2 separate regions of the Mus musculus genome follow, and region 1 is linked to region 2. The links are chromatin contacts, called in public promoter capture Hi-C maps. All regions are on one chromosome and are shown on one strand. Each heading gives the region's core, a stretch centred on a gene start, on an enhancer-like site or on the middle of the called end of the contact. The rest is flanking DNA. Distances are from core to core; before and after follow the strand shown. Region 1 overlaps Trim2 (tripartite motif-containing 2). Region 2 overlaps Tmem131l (transmembrane 131 like).

Region 1 (5,733 bases), core at 2,930-5,429, 270 kb after region 2:
CTTCATCCAACAAATCTTATTCAGTGTCTGTAATGTGGAGGGCACCGTGCTGGGACACGCGATGGTCACTACCGCTAAGGGATTCAAGTATTTTAATGAGAGATCAGCACAAACATCCTCATTAAACAAGGAAAGTAATAAAAATAAATCTAATCTCAAATACTTTTTATGGGCATTCTCTACCTCTGACCTGTAGGGATAAATGGATACGGCTCTAGCTGACAGGATGGTTTCTCTGGTGGGGAAGAATTTGGGTTACAGAATCAGATGGATACAGATATGCACCTCAGCTCTGACATTGACAAGCTGTGGGGGGGGGAGGGGGGGTCAAATTGTTTAATCTCTCTGGCCTTTGTCTCTAAAATGGTAGGCTCAGGTAGAGAGAGTACTTTCTAGCAGAGACAGAGGGCAAACATACAGAGAGACACTGAGAGATTGCGAGCCGTGAGAACCAGGTGAAATGTTGCCTAAATGATGTCAGCCCAGTGCCTGGTATACAAGACTCAAAAATACCACATATCATTGCTGCTTTACCTATGCAAGCCTAGGAGTCGGGCACGCATTGTCTCTAAAGAGCCAGATAGTAAACGCTCCAGCCTCTGGACCAACACAGCATCAGAGCAGCTACCCACCTAACTCTCTACAGAAGCCATAGGCATGGGCAAGCAAGTGATCCCACTTGTGTGCCAACAAAACTGGGGTTTTTTTAGACATGGAAAGCTGAAATTTTATCTAACTTTCACATTGCAGAATGCTTTTTGTTTTGGCTTTTTCCAAATCATTTTGACTATCAACATAAAAGCCAACCCCATTGCACAGACTGTGGAAAGAGGTCAGGAGCCAAGCATTGGCCTGCTGGCTAGTTTGCCCACCGTGAGTAAGCTGGGTGAAATGGAGGACACTCCACTTTTCATGGATTTCACTTCACAGGGATATCTAACTGGGGGCCTTTCATCCCTCCCTGCATCAGTGTCTAGATGCAAGCTGACTGACTAACACAGTTATAACTCAACCCAAAGACTGCATAAACCTCACACGTGAAAGTAATGCCTCCACTTGACTTGTGCATGAGCCAAGATAACAATACTTCCCATTCGCTAGTCAGCAAGATAAGCCGTGGAGAAGATAATCCGGGCTTTGCAGGTGCAGGCGTGCTGCTCCTGACAGGTGCAGGGCTTTGCCTGTGTGGTGGGCACTTTGCTTCTTGGTGCGGTGAGCTGAGACACACTGGACTGAGGGTCACAGGCTAACTAGGTTTTATAAGCATGGCCAGAAGGCACAGAAAGCTTAGTGACGAGACCTGGGGAGTGCAAAGGAGAGAGAAAGAACCTACTAGAAAGAGCCAGTCCCGAACAACATGGAAGTCAGATCATAAATGAGTCTGCTGTGAAACATTCGGGTATCCCATGCAATGCACATTCCCTCTCTTTCTCTCTCTCTTTTTTTCCAGACAGGGTTTCTCTGTATAGCTTTGGCTGTCCTGGAACTCACTCTGTAGACCAGGCTGGCCTCGAACTCAGAAATCTGCCTGCCTCTGCCTCCCAAGTGCTGGGATTAAAAGCGTGCACCACCACTGCCTGGCTACACATTCCCTCTTCTCCTGACTTCCCATGCTCCTCTTAAATGACTGTAGATAGAAATAGAACACTTTGCCTTTCCTTTCTTCTGAAATCTGAGAAGACTTTCAGTTTCAAGTTTATATCAACATCCTTGCAGGCCACAAATTTCTTCTCCAATAACATAAAGTAACTGTGAAATCCAGAGGTATTGCAATTTATTAATAATAAATTTAAATAATAATAATCATTAAAGTTGCTTCTCATGAGCCAGAGGAAATGTAAGGCCTTTTTCATAAAGCCATCCAAGAATCCAGTTTGCTCTTGCACATAGAGTCAGCTATTATCCTTAGAGAAAGGATGACTTGCTTATACAGCCAAACAGACCCCTCTAACAACCTTCAGTGCTGGATGCCGTGCCAATACCTACTGACTCGTTGGAGCCTTTGCTCCAGGAAAACCACAATTATCTTAGTCACTATTCTATTGCTGTGAAGAGACACCATGACCAAGGAAACTCATTTGAAATAAAGCATTTAAATGAGAGCTGGCTTCCAGTTTCAGAGGGTGAGTCCATTATCATGACAGGGAGCATGGTAGCAGGTAGCACACATAGCCCTAGAGCAGTAGCTGAAAGTTCTACATCCTGACCCCCAGGTGGAGGAATAGAGAGACACTGGAACCGCTGTGGGCTTTTGAAACCTCCGAGCCCATCCTCACTAACTCAATTTCTCCAACAAGGCCACACCTCCTAATCCTTCTAATCCTTTCAAAGAGTTCCACTCCTTGGTGACTAAGCATTCAAATATATGAGCCTATGGGGGCCACTCGTATTCAGCCCACTACAACAAGCATAGTCATTTCCATCTGGACACTTTGAGTCACAGGGAACCAGCTGCCAACTTGCTTTTGTGTTTTATCTGGTATATGATGAAGGGAGAAAGTGAGATGTAATCTTGGGCATCATTAGAAAGGAAAAAGGAATGGAACTAGGTCACAGTGTACCTGAGAGCACACCCAATGCCTCTTCTTCTATACCCACTGAGAACTGTGTGGGCATGGACTGTCACACAGTGATGTGGGAGTGAGGAGGAAGAGGAAGGGAGGAAAAAATCAACAGAAAATGTTGTACATACTACTTTGTATTAATATTCTATTTATTTTTACTTTATGTAAATGGGTGCTCTGCCTACATGTTCATTTGGTAGACACATGCATGCAGTGCCCACGGAGGCCAGATGGAGCTCACATCCTTCAGAACTGCAACTATAGACAGTTGTTAGCTGCCATGAGGACCTGGGGACCAAAATCCTATCCTCTGAAAGAGCAGCGAGTACTCTGAATGCCTAAATAATCTCTCAGGTCAATCAATCAATCAATCAATCAATCAATTTATTTATTTTAAAAAGCACAAGCCTGAGGTCACAGGACCTGACAGTGTCTTTCCTCTTTGGCTTCCTATAAAGAGTGGCATTCATACCTTCTAAAGGGAGGAGGAACTTCCCTGTGACATGAAGATCTTAAAGCTGCAGACCAAAAAGCCTGGATCAACGTCATAGACTCCATCTGCTTCAGTGTGGATGTATTCTTTGAAGGTCTGGGGGATAAAGCCTTGGTCCACAGTCTGCAATACTACAGAGATCTGGGGAGCCTTTAAGAGGCATGTGCTATTGGGAAGTCTTCTGGTCACAGGGGTGTGCTCTCCAAGGGAACTGTGGCACCCCAAACCTATCCTGTTCCTCTCTTTCATGTCCCAGAACAAGATAAGCAAGTCCGTGCTACCGTGCACTCCCGGGCCCACTGGGCTTATGCTGATAGGGCACTCAGGGGTTCCACCCCAATTCCCAGCTCTTGCCAAGAACTGGAACAAAGTAAAACTCAAAAGTCAAGCTTCATAGACTCAGAGTGGAAGGGATCTGAGAGATGGCTTCACCCGGTCATCTGAATGCCACAGATACCTTCTCCAAACAACATGGCTGCAGCTCAGCAACATTACAAGACTCTGGTTCTATCCCGGCACAGAGATGGGGCAGCAAAAACCAGCTGCTCCATCACAAGTTTTACTCACCGCTATCTCCCCCGCCCCCATGTTTCTTCAGAACAGCGGGATAGCTGGGCATAATGGCATTTTGAGAACCAGTATACAGACAAAGAAACAGGTCTGAGGGGACACTGTGACTCTCTCATGCTATACAACTAAGTAGGAAAGCCCTCCAAGAGACTGGCAAGACTTGTAAGCATAAGCCCAGTGGACCCGGGAGCACAGGGTAGCACGGACTTGCTTATCTTGTTCTGGGACATGAGAGAGAGGAACAGGATTGGTTTAGGGTGCCACAGTTCCCTCGGAGAGCACACCCCTGTGACCAGAAGACTTCCTTGGAGACCTTTGTGGTCCTGCTTGGCTTTCATAATAACTAGCTTCATAGAGAACGTTCCATAACAGAGATGATTAGCAATATGAGAAACAAGAGGTGCTGCTAAGTGAGACTGAAAAACTACGTTGAAGAGTAGAAAAAGGCTCTCACTGCACAGCCGGCCTCTAGAGGAATTACTGGCTCAGGGTTTGTGAATATATACTCCCCAGTCAAACAGCGGGAGTTCCCAAGATAGCAGAGAAACCGGAACCCTGCACAAAGGACTGTAGTCCACAAAGGTCAACCACTCGGCCAGCCATTTGGGCAAAGGGCAGGGAAGAAATAAACCATGACATCCTGTTAGAAGGGGATTCACAGAAAAGGCAAACTCCTGGGAATAGTAAAGAAGCAAAAAGACACAGACACTGTAGTGAAGAAGCCAAGTCCTCAAAATGGCCTTGGCGGCAAAAAGCCAGCACTGACCCAAACACAGAAGAGAGAGAGTGTGTGTGATGTGTTTGTGTGTGGTTTGTGTGTGTGGTGTGTGCATGTGTGTGGGGTATAGTGTATGTGCATGTGTGGTATGTGTATGTGTGTATGGTATGTAGGTGTCTGTGTGAGTGGGGTGTGTGTATGTGTGTGTATGTATAGTGTGTATGTGTGGGGGGGGCATAACTCAAGTGCTGAAGCCTTTCTTTGAATGCAGGGTAAACAGATTGAAGTGATAAGAACACAGAAATGGCGGTTGGCATGGTTTTGTCGGGCATCTGGCTCTCCCTTTCTCATTCTGATCAGGCTGCAGCATTTGGGCAGGGGTGGGATGGTAGGGTGCCAGTGCTCAGATTCAGGCCTTGGTATGCGCTTTACCCTAAGTTACAACTCAGTCATCCATTCTACTTGTTCGCTTTTAAACTTTCTCTTTAAAAAATTATTTGGCTGGGTGGTGGTGGCACATGCCTTTAATCCCAGCACTTGGGAGGCAGAGGCAGACAGAATTCTGAATCCAAGGCCAGCCTGGTCTACAAATTGAGTTCCAGGACAGCCAGGGCTACACAGAGAAAGCCTGTCTTCAAAAAAACAAAAAAAAAATTGTATGTGTTCATGTTCATATGTGTCAGTGTATATGTGTAGTGGCTAAAGGCTAATGTCTTGTCACCCTCTGTCATGTGTTTTGATTTATTTTATGTGCATGAGTATCCTGCCTGAATGACAGTTACAGATGGTTGTGAGCCATCATGTGGGTGCTAGAAACCAAATCTACAAGAGCACAAAGTGCTCTTAACTGCTGAGCCATCTCTCCAGTCCTTTTGAGACAAGGTTTCACTACGGAGCTCTGGCAGACCTGGGACTTAGTGTGTAGTTACAGAGGTTCATGTGCCTCTGCCTCAAGTGCTGGGATCAAAGGCGTGTGTCTCCATGCCTGGCCTCCACCTTCGTTTTTGAAACAGGGTCCGCTGAACCTAGAGATCAGTGTGTTGTCTAGAAGAGTTGGCCAGTGACCTCTGGGAATCCTCCCATCTCTGCTTTCACAGCATTAGAATACAGCACAGCACAGCATGCCACAGCATACACTGTCTTTTTACCTGGGTGCTGGAAATCAGAACTTAGGTCACTGTACTGGTTGGCAAGTGCTTGACTAAGTTATTTCCTAAGCCCCACTTTTGTTTTTTTGTTAAAATGCTATTAATATATGCTTATTTGCATGCAGAAACAGGAGAACCAAGCCTTCATTTCAATTTTTTCACAAAACTTACTCATTAAGTGGAGAGTCTAGTTCAACTTGCTATTTCGTGGCCAGCATTTTGCCAGCAACAGCCTAGAGT
Region 2 (5,454 bases), core at 2,450-4,949:
GAAAGTACACACAAAGCAACCAACAAGCAACCAAATGGAAACACGGCCAGAAAGGGGCTCTGAGCAGAAAGTCAGACTCATCAGCACTCACCCTGCAATGGACAGGCGGCACATGGAAATGTCTAGCAGCTGTAAACACTGAGTTCACCACAACCTCGCTCTCCCTGCTGGGGTTGTAGGCATAGAGAAGCTTCGCCGCAGGATGTCCCAGGAACCTGGTTGGGGAAGAGGAAAGACAAGGTACTTGTGACTATCAGTATCCCTCACGAATGTACGTAATTACACTCCATTATTTATGCTATGGACTGAACTCAGGTTGCCATGCACACCACTGAGCTGCATCTCTAGCCTATACATGTTTTAACCCCAGAGAGCTATCAGTGTTCATTATAAAGTTAAAAGAAGAACAGGGTGGACGGTACCATCCTCAGGGCCAAAGTCTCCATCATCAATAGTTCAGCTGTGTCTGGTTGCAAGCGATCACAGCTGGGTGTGTTGACAGCTGGCATTCCCTTCCAGAGGAGGGGCTGGAGTATATAGGCTGTGGAGACCTGAGAGGAGGAAGTCTGCAGAGCCAGGGAGAGCTCGTGCTGGCTAAAGACTTCTCAGTGCAGCTGTCATGTCTTTCCAGTAACCTGTCATCCACAGTAAGTAACCCAATAAACTCAAAGCCCCACTGGGTGAAACCACACTCTGGCTGGTCACTAGGACTGGGTGAAAGCACACTCTGGCTGGTCACTAGGACTGGGTGAAAGCACACTCTGGCTGGTCACTAGGGCCTTAGTGGGATGGGGAGATAGTGGAGATAGTGGGATAGCTGCTGCTTAGCTCCCCTCTGAAGAGAGACAGTTCTCAGAACAGAACTGGCAGATCTTGTTGGAAATAAAACATAACAGGTTTAAAAGCAAACAAAAGAAGTTTTATTTTTCTAAGAATAATGACAACCTATACTAGCGCCCCATTTGTTTCTGTGTTGTAAGAATTCAGCGTATCTACATTATTAAGTGCTTTCACATATTTTTGTTTATAAAGCCAAATATACTCTGCATGTACTAACGTATCTAGGGTTTCTCTTTCAAATCAAGAGACATTTAGTTAAGAAACTCTATTCACCACTCAAAGCTTCTCAGAGCCCACCAAGGAAACACACAAGCAAGGCCCGCCTTCTAAGCTCAAGAAATACATGCATGAAAGATGATCAGTGAAATTAAACGGGGCTGACGCATCCAAGGAGTACTAGGAGGAATCTTTCCCTTTGTCACATGACCGATCAATGTATGGAGATGGCAACTACAGGCAAAGAAACAATATGAAGAAACCATACCCTGGAGTTGCGAGCCTTGGAACAAGCTGGCCATTGGTCAGCAAGGAAATCCACATCCCTGCCTATTTTAATTTACTCTCAAAGCTGGGCAAGCACACTTTCATACTGCACTTTTTGGTAAATACATTGTAATAGTTCAAGAGAGAGAAAGAGGGAAGGACAGGGAATTCTCATGGCGCTCAGTACAGTGGGAGAGCATTCAGGAGGCTGCTGCTGCAGAACCACAGGCTCTCTCGGCCTGAGGTACAGAGGGAAATCCTGTCTCAAAAGCAAAACAAAAACCTGCAGAGGCAAAAGGCTTTACACAGCATTTGAAACCCTCTCACCAATCTCCCACTAATGATCTAACGGAGAGGCTGTCACATCGAAGCTTTGGCTGGCAGCCTAGCAAGAGGGCTGTGGAGAGCAAGAGAGGCCTCCAGCCTAGCCGGTCTGCAGTGGTCATTTCCTTCCAGCACCTATGTATGTCTCTCACTGACCTCACCTGCTCCACCAGGCTGCAGTAGAGCCTGCAACTCATTCACTGCACTCATTCTTCTAGATCCCCAAATCTACAGTTCTGGTTAGTGTGGCCCCAAATAAACCTACATTCCAATTTAAGCAAAATCCTCATGTGTTATGTTTGTATTTCTTTTGTCTGTTCCAATTTTTCTAATAATAAAGATGTGCCATTTATTCTAGTAGAACCGTGAGACTGGGGACAGGACTCCCTATACAGTGGCGAGTCTAGGGCCAGCCTGGGCTACTCTGCCTCACACAGGGAAAAGCTCACTTGTCTAAGAACAATATGCATGTTGTTTATCTCATATGGAGCACTGTGAACCTGCTACTCAATGTGTGACATGCTGTCCCAGCTCTCACAGGGACTTTTCTAAGCACTTATCTTAATGAAAGATTTTAATATATCTGGTGAGTATTTTAAATTATAAATATTTTAGAACCTCCACTTATAACTAAAACACATTTGTGTGATTAAAACCTTGATCCTTTTGATGTCTAAACTGTACTTTTCTCATGTATGGATATGGGTATGCACTGAGTGTAGGCCACACATGTATGTACTGGGGGAGGACACACACAGAGTTCAGATGAGGGGATCAGATCTCTTGGAGCTGAAATTAGGTGGTTGTGAGATGGCCCAGTGTGTGCTAGAACTGAACTCAGGCCCCCAGAATAGCAGCAAACCCTCTTAAATCCTGAATTACCACTCTAGCCCCCAAATTTAATTAAATAATTAACTTAAAATTAATTAAATAATTCAATTAAAATGAAATCATTTCCTGCCAGGCATGGTAGAGCACGCCTTTGATCCCAGCACTTGAGAAGCAGCGGTCAGGTGGATCCCTGAGTTCGAGGCCAGCCTGGTCTACAGAGGGAGTTTCAGGACAGCCAGGGCTACACAGAGAAACCAAAACCAAACCAAACCAAAACCAACCAACCACCACCACCACCAACAACAACAAATTCTACTATAAACATAAGGGTTACCTAATAAACCCAGCCAGAGAACTGGGCTCATGTCCTCCTTTCTTGTTATCAATGAATACAGATTTCATAGCCTTAACTAAAAGGTGCCAACAAATCAACTGAGCTACTTAAACTTGCCCCCTAAGACTTTACATACTAGTCACACGTGTTCTGGTTTCCAAGACCTTGGAGAAATGCTCTAAGGAGAGATGATAGCACCCTCCCTCCTCAGCAGGGCGTCTGCCTACAGCCACCGGAATCCCAGCAGACACAGAAGCCTCCTTGCCACTGGCTATTTTTATTCTACTTTTCAATATTCTATTTTTACATGTGTTAAAAGGGTATGAATTTCCTTCAGTAGTGACAACTGGAAGATAATCTATGAATTTAATATGACAAGAGAATGATGAAAATGTATGAATGATTAGCACTTCCAGCCTTGGAGCTGGCCCTTTGGAGAAGCTCTCAGGGAACAGAAGAAAGAGACAAGGTGGAGAGTCAGCCATCTGCCTGCAGTCTGCCTGAGGCTGATCCCAGAAGGAGGGCGAAAGCTGAACCAGCAGGGAGGGAACTGGGAGCTTGGTGGCTGCTGTGCTGTCCTAGTAACCATACAGGAGCCAGTGGGTGGGAAGAAGGGAAGCACTGGTCACTTCTTAAAGGTGCTATCAATGAAACTAAATGACAGACTGTCTTACCATGGTGAGTGACTGAGTGAGACGTGACCCTGGCCAAACTGCACTGCTTCTCAGCGACCAGTGTGTAAACCTCTGTGCCCTATAGTCAAGCACTAGCATGTAAAGATGGCTACACATGCTCAGATAATGGCTAAGTTACCCTTGGGAACTCATCAGACACACAGATGAAGAAGGCTCTTGCTACTGCACTGTGTAACCCAGCATTACAGAGGCAGAGCCAAGAGGTTTGCCACAGCCTGAGGCCAGCCTGCTCTGAGGTTCAGGCCAGCTAGGGCTACTCAGTGAGATCCTGTCTCAAAGAAAACAAAATGACAAAGTAACACAGCTCAAATGACATAAAACACCTTAACATACTAAAAAACTACAAAGTATTACATAACATAGCTGAACCTTCTGAAGGTATTTCAAGTCTAAAAATCAGTAACCCTTTCAAACCAAGGCCACTTACATAACCATTCAATGTTTTTTTAGATAACAGAACCAGTAATTAATGCATATGGACAATTAAGACAAGTGTAGCACTTATACATATACACACTCACTGATCACAGTTTTAAATTTTTCTTGAATTTTCTGTATACGAGTGTTTGCCTGTATGTATGTGTATATGGGTTGCAGGCCTGGCTGGTGCCTGGCCGGCAGAGACTGTCTGACTCCCTGGAGCTAGCATTACAGACAGTCATGAGTTGTCATCTGAGTGCTGGGAACTGCTTATCCTCTCAATAAGTAGCAAGTACTCTTGACCCCTAAGCCCTCTTTCCAGCTCCTATATTATGGGATTTTCTGGAAGAGTAAATGACAGCCAGGATCCTATATACCTGAACTTTTTTCCTATTCTGGCTATATTCACCATGATCCATTTCATTATACCTACCAATCTAAAATAGTCTCTAAAATAGTCCTGCGTGCATGCATATACACACAAACACACACACACACACACAATTTCCTCAAGAAAAACAAAACAAAAAAAAACTTTGTGTAAACTATTCTCTCAGATTTGAAGTCAGTGAGATTATAAATCATTTAACTTATCTGATAAATGATTATAAATTCAACTTTTAACAAATTTCTTAATCTATTTTTTGTAAGTAATTCAATACAAAATATTCTGAGCATGGTAGTGCAAGCCTTTAGTGCCAGCACTGAGGAGATAGAGAGCTCTGTGACTTCCAAGCCTGCTAGGACTACAGTGCAGGACCTTGTTAATAATTAGATAGTTTAGTAATTAGTTCAGACACCTAGAATCTTGTAAAGTTAGCAAACTACTTTAACAATTTGATCTCCTCCTCCCTTTAGAAAAAACTCCTTTGAAAAGCTCAGCAAGATAGCTCATTCCTTCCCTGTGGCTCCAAACTTCAGAAATGCAGACAATGACAATGTCAGAACGTGACAAGAATGGCAGGTGAAAGCTCAAAGCACGGGTTGCAGACCCCACTGGCCCTAGGGTCATTCATCACCAGGTAACTTCACTCAGCAGCTCTTGAACACATTGTGAACCTAAGCAGAGCTTTGAGGGGACAAATCGAAGATGTACCTTTTCAATGCCTACTACCAGGCTTTAAGTTTTAACTGCATCCCAGACATGCCCCTCCTCTCCTGTGTGATCCCAAAGCCTGCATTTCCTCTTTCATGTTTCTTAGCACTGTGACTCTCCTTACAGCGTATCTCATCTTCTCTGCCTAAACGTCCACAACTACCCAGGAACGATCAATAGAGTACAACTTCCAGCCTGAAAGTACAGCAGGGAAGGCAAACAATTGCATCTGGCCTAAAAGGATTCAGAGATCATCAGTATTCCATTTTTCCATTATAAAATAATCAAACTTGTTCCAAAAAACACCCAAAGACTTACCACTGAATTCTTACTGAAGTCTAGCTATTATCAAGTAGTATAAGGCATATCATGACGCAACTGGATGGGGGCTGACTGTATACCACAGTAGGAAAGCATACACCTGGAATGGA

The links. Capture Hi-C pulls out chosen DNA fragments and counts their contacts.
Region 1: a contact with region 2 is called in a promoter capture Hi-C map of liver. The contact joins two enhancer-like sites. A contact is called at or near these places in 1 of 484 Hi-C or Micro-C datasets (embryonic stem cells) and 2 of 9 other capture datasets (adipose tissue and liver).

Annotation. Positions count from the first base shown.
Region 1 is chr3:84,231,427-84,237,159 of GRCm38.p6, forward strand. The region is part of intron 1 of Trim2 (tripartite motif-containing 2); the gene reads right to left. All of the region lies in intron 2 of Gm40078 (a long non-coding RNA gene), which reads left to right. Among named protein-coding and RNA genes, the nearest start is that of n-TGgcc9, 5.2 kb to the left of the region's middle. Within about 2 kb of position 4,180, at least 18 of the 459 cell types and tissues checked have an H3K27ac peak or open chromatin away from gene starts, as enhancers often do. A contact at or near this core is called in liver, where this site is marked.
Region 2 is chr3:83,962,207-83,967,660 of GRCm38.p6, forward strand. It overlaps Tmem131l (transmembrane 131 like), which reads right to left. Exons shown (of 35, transcript NM_172681.4): 5 at 92-215. Among named protein-coding and RNA genes, the nearest start is that of Tmem131l, 75 kb to the right of the region's middle. Within about 2 kb of position 3,700, at least 16 of the 459 cell types and tissues checked have an H3K27ac peak or open chromatin away from gene starts, as enhancers often do. A contact at or near this core is called in liver, where this site is marked.